2 separate regions of the Sus scrofa genome follow, and region 2 is linked to region 1. The links are chromatin contacts, called in public Hi-C maps. All regions are on one chromosome and are shown on one strand. The core of a region is the stretch at or near the end of the contact, and the rest is flanking DNA. Distances in the headings are between cores, read along the strand shown.

The links. A called contact is a pair of places that touch in the nucleus more often than the background predicts.
Region 2: a Hi-C map of skeletal muscle shows a contact between it and region 1, with 1.8 times the contacts expected there. The contact joins two enhancer-like sites. A contact is called at or near these places in 1 of 5 promoter capture datasets (liver), 5 of 47 Hi-C or Micro-C datasets (epiblast stem cells, heart right ventricle, liver and 1 more) and 1 of 2 datasets of contacts at active chromatin or transcription factors (skeletal muscle).

What each region holds. Positions count from the first base shown.
Region 1 is chr16:34,620,440-34,623,139 of Sscrofa11.1, reverse strand. The region is part of intron 3 of PLPP1 (phospholipid phosphatase 1); the gene reads left to right. Among named protein-coding and RNA genes, the nearest start is that of PLPP1, 120 kb to the left of the region's middle. Within about 2 kb of position 1,384, at least 4 of the 83 cell types and tissues checked have an H3K27ac peak or open chromatin away from gene starts, as enhancers often do. A contact at or near this core is called in skeletal muscle, where this site is marked.
Region 2 is chr16:34,691,153-34,693,852 of Sscrofa11.1, reverse strand. The region is part of intron 1 of PLPP1 (phospholipid phosphatase 1); the gene reads left to right. The region is part of intron 14 of SLC38A9 (sodium-coupled neutral amino acid transporter 9); the gene reads left to right. Among named protein-coding and RNA genes, the nearest start is that of PLPP1, 49 kb to the left of the region's middle. Within about 2 kb of position 1,437, at least 11 of the 83 cell types and tissues checked have an H3K27ac peak or open chromatin away from gene starts, as enhancers often do. A contact at or near this core is called in skeletal muscle, where this site is marked.

The DNA of each region.
Region 1 (2,700 bases), core at 135-2,634:
GATAATATTGACTCTTAAAATCCAGGAGCTTGGTTTGTCTTTCCATCTGTTTGTGTCATCTTTGATTTCTTTTATCAGCATCTTACAGTTATCAGTACAGGTCTTTCTTTGAGAATGCTTTTAAAACATAAATTATTTTTTATTCACAAGAGAATAAATGTATCTATCATTTCATCATTGTGGATATCATTTGTTCCACTAATCTGATTGCCTTTGATCATAATGTAAAAAAGGTTTCTGGACATTCTACACACATTATTAAAATGTTTGCCACATTTGTTGGGAAGATGCATTAGGTGCTGCATGTATTTGTATACTAATAACACTTTGACCTTGCCCCAAAAGGGTTAAAGATTCTGGGTCACAGCTATGACTCAGATTCAGTCCCTGGCCCAGGAACATCCATATGCTGTGGGTATGGCCATTTAAAAAAAAAAAAAAAGTAATCTTAGGGAGGATAGGAGTTTACCAGCAGTTTTTCTTTTGTTTAGCTGTGCCTGCTGAATTTTTATAGTGAGTATATCTTATGTAATAAAAACTAGAAATTCCTGTTTACAAACTCTTGGCAGTCCCCACGCTAGGGGTTGAATGGGAGCTACATCTGTGACCTACACTACAGCTCACGGCAATGCCAGATCCTTAACCCACTGAGCGAGGCCAGGGATCCAACCTGCATCCTCATGGATCCTAGTCGTGTTCCTTACTGCTGAGCCACAGTGGGAACTCCCTCATCCCTACCCTTTTGATGTAATGAAGGAAGAAAGTGTACTTACAGATGATTTTTTTATAAAGAAGGTTGGTGCTAAGATAGATGTGTTCATTGAGTTCTGTAGGTCTCTTTCCTTTGTGGAGAAAGGGCAGTTACTTCTGCCTAGCTGGTCAAGAAGTGTTTTTTGGAGAAAACAGTAATTGTTATGTAGTAATTATTAAAGAAAAGTGGGAAGCCCATCTCAGACACAAGGATGAATAAGCACAGAGAGCATGAAACATGGTTTGTGTTGGGAATTTTAACAAGTTTGGTAGCAGATAATGGTTCTAGAGAGATTGGTGGGGCTAATGAAGGGCCTGTTACTATGCATTCAGCAGTTTGTGCTAGTGAAGGATTTGAAACAGATTGTTTTTATACTTTAAAAAATATTTAGAGTTCTTCTCCTTCTAATGTAAATATAGGATAAAATTAGCATTAAATGTTGTGTTAGGAATTGATAGTTTCCTCTTAATAGCAGAAGGACTTGAGATACTGAAAGAAATGGGACTTTCTGCTTTTGTCCATTGTGTAGAAAGATTTCTCTAAGTGAAATTTTGTGGCACCTGCTAGTCCTGTAACATGAGCTCTATCATCTGGTCTAGTCTGAAAGGAACCAAGAGTGACCCGTCTGGCCAGCTTCCTGTTTGACTCTAATAATTTTCATCTGTGTGGAGGTTTGCCTTTTCTCTCACCACTGGCAATGTCTACTTCAACTCAGATCTAAAGTTTGCATTGGTGCAATCCTGGGACTTATACTTCCTTCCTCCATTACATCAAAAGGGTTTGGGTGAGGAAGTTTGACAGTTTTATTGGTCTTGAGGCTCATCCTCCTTGACCATGGTAATCAAGGGTTAGTGGTGATTTCATGATCTGCATTAGGGTTGGAAGTGGAGTGTACAGCTAGATGCGAATAGGATTTCCTGGCCTTGATGTTGTCTTTTGGGGGAGGGCTTAAACTAGACAATCTCTTGATCTTGCCTCTAGCTAGCAATTCTGCCTCTTAAAAAAGAGAAACAACTTTGAAAGTGCTTTAGAACTGTCTCTTCCTTCTGTATTATTCTGAGATCTTTTACCTTTTGGCAGGTAGTCTCCTTGTTTAGTGTGTTTTAAAAAGGGAGTTGGTAGGCTGGGTATTATTAGTTGCCAGATTGGAATACCTCACAGTGTGTCCTTTGTTTAATCTACCACTTGCCCTTGTTTCCTTTTGAACTGGCTTAGATAAGGTGACTTGGTGATTTGGAGTCTTTCTGCACTGAGTCTTGAATTTTTCTCTCATGCCGGAGAAAACATGTGACTTCTCTTCCCTTAGTACACCTATTTATGTTTTGCTCTATCAGTAACCTTTGTCACACCTACTCTCTCCTCATCTCTTGTTAGAGTCACGGAGTTTCCCTGATGGGAATTTGGAACCATTTCTTCCCATCATCTGACTTTTAAGACACACTGAGTTCTACTTTCCTTTATCTGAAGGTTCTCAGCAACTTCCTACTTTCTAGACTCCTGCTTTTTGCAGGATTCTTCCCCAAACAAAAGACACATGATTATTTGTTTTTAATCAGCAAATGGTTCATTACATCAAAAGTTTAAAATACTCTGTACATGTACCAATTGTGTCCTCCTTTTTTCTCCCTCTTTTTTCATCTTCCATGGTCCTGCTGGTTTTTCTCCTTAAGGTTCATGATCTCATAGCTATAGGATGGTTCAGTATATGATTAACTGATGTTAGTGACTGCAGTGGTGTTTGATGCATTAATATTAGTGAATAAAATAAAATAGTCATATGTGGCTTATTTCAGATAGGCATATCACTTTTACATATAAAGTGGCTTGGTTAAAACTAACCTCACATAGTGCAGTAGGACTTTAAGTGGAAATAAAATCAAGTCATTATAAAAATAATTCAAGGAATGTATGACAGTTTTTGTTGCTGGTGACATAGTTTCCCAATCTGT
Region 2 (2,700 bases), core at 188-2,687, 71 kb before region 1:
CTACAGTTGCCGGCCTATGGCACAGCCACAGCAATGTGGTATCCTAGCCGCATCTGCAACCCATACCACAGCTCACAGCAATGCCAGATCCTTAACCCACTGATCGAGGCCAAGGATCGAACCTGCCACCTCATGGTTCCTAGTTGAATTTGTTTCCACTGGGCCACAATGGGAACTCCCTGATAATGACTTTTTAATGTTGTGTTTAACACGGTAAGTTTTTAAAATATTTGACTTTGCAACATCTTTCATTTATTTTTATATTAGCTATTACATGCTTAGTACAATGGTAGGAGCTGTAAATATCACTGAAAAAGGTAAGCTATCACTGAAAAAGGTAAGCTGATACATGAGACAGTAACAGATGTTTGTGAATTCCATGGAAGAATGAAAATAAGGTTAGAAGAAAGTGAGATGTTGGGGGGTGGCAGTCTCAAGGAAGGCTTCTCTGAGAAGGGGATATTTGGATTCAGATCTAAGGATGAAAGTAAGTTGGTCATGGGAGAGCTGAAGAAGTTGATTCCAGGCATAGGGAAGAGCAGATATTAAGGGCCAAAGAGGCAAAGGGCATTTTGTAACAGAAAAGAGACTAGTGTGTGTGGAATATAATATGTATCGTGGTGTTTTTAATAGTGAATTCTGCAACTTATTTCTAAATGTCAGAGTGGATAACAATAATAACTGACAGTTATTTAGCGCTCACTAGGCTCTGTGTGTCCATGAGCCCTCTCAGCAACCTGCTCAGGGAGGATAGCTTGGTCATCTCCATTTTATAGATGATGGAACTGAGGCCTGGAGTAGTTGGGGAACTCTCAGTGGAACCCAGCTAAGAAGTGGTATGGTTAGGAATTGGGAAATCCATTTTAAGGATTATAACTTTATTTTTTGGCATGTGGAGGCTTCCCAGCCAGGGATTGAACCTGTGCTACAGCAGTGACCCAAGCCACAGCTGTAACAACACAATTCTTAACTCACTGAGCCAGCAGGGAACTCCAGGATTATTATTATTTTAACAAATTTTTGGCCATGCTTGTGGCATGTTGAAGTTCCCCAACCAGGGATCACAGGGTTATACCTTTGAATTCAGATTGATTGGTACAGACTTGAGAAATGAGGAGCAATGATTATTTCAGGTGGCATGGATGTTTTACGACTATTTTTATTCTATATGATTTTGCTTCAGAGTTAGTTTCTGCTTATCATATTTTGAGCATTTGTCTGCTGTTCAGAGGAGGTACTTTAATTTTTCATATGTCAAACTCCTAATAACTACTAAGAGTGTGCTAAGAGAGTATATCAGAGTGGGAGATGTAACTGATTTGCCCTGTTCAGTAACATGCACACAGCTTTTTCTTCAAATAGCATTGTTGTTGTAGGCATTACTACGCAGGAAAGAAGACCTTTGTTCTTTATGGCATTTCTCATGAGTCATGTGTATAGAGTTCACAGTCACCTTTGGTAACTCATTCCAGCAGATATAGTTAGAACCTCATGGTTTAGTTCTCAGTTGTCACTGTTTGGAAATGTTTCCTAAGTCTTTTTTAGGGTGGGGTGCCCAGGAAAATGACATATAGGAAATGTGTAGCGGATGAGCTCTTGAGTTAATTGGCAGCTTGTTCAGCCAGGTTTTGCCTTGCCTTTTGGTTGATTTACGTCAGCAGTAAGAGGGATGGGTTGGCAGCTTAGGTGACTGAGAAGAGAGGAAAGTCATTCTTTATTGAATGCGTAAATGCACCGTTGGTAAATATTTTACATAAACTCATGAAATCATCACAAAACTCTGTGAGGTATTAGCCTCATTGTAAACTCTAGTACTGGGGATACAAAAATGGGTGAAACAATAAAACAAATTCCATGGATCTCAAATAGCTTCTTGCTTACTTTGGAAGGCCGACTCATAACAATGAGAATACTATGTGGTAAGTTGAGTAGCTGGTATGTTATAACACTTGGGTTACTAAGAGTGGGTGAGACAGAGTCATCATCTCCATCCCCAAGAACCTGTAAGGGGAGAGAAGTAGGTATTTTAATGAAGTCTATCTGTATTCCAAAACAATTTCTCCTGAAACCATTGTTTTTACTTTCTAGCAGAGATACTGTAAAGCTTTTGGAACATTACTTTTGGTTAGTGCTAAATTCTGGAAATAATTCCTGTAGATGGCTTAGACTCCATCTATATACTCCTGGGTGGAAACACTGTAATGTGAGTAGTTAGAAATTGTGTGGCACATAGTAGGCATTCAGATATTTGTTACATGAGTGAATAGGCAATATTCTCGCGTCAGCTACTCTTATGGGGTTGGAATTCTTGCTCTATCTATTAACTGTACGAAATTGGGCCGGTTGCTTTAATTCTCTATGAGTTTAGTCATCTAATGAGGAAAAAGATGATGATAATAGTGCCTTCCTCATAGTGCTGTGAAATTAGATTAAATAATGTATGAGACAATGTATGTGAAGTATTTAGCATAGCCCTGGTCTGTCGTTATTATCATTATCACTATTAAGTTAATAAACCAATTTGGTACCACTGACCCCATTTGTTATTTAAATTTGATATTGTGTGTTGGTGACTTTTCTTTCAGAACATTATTTTGTGTAGTTCTAGGTTCAGTTTACACAGCATTTAAATTGGAAACTGGTTCATATTTTAGTTTTTAGTGCCTAGATCACTGTGGGAGATGTTTTTGATTACTTCTG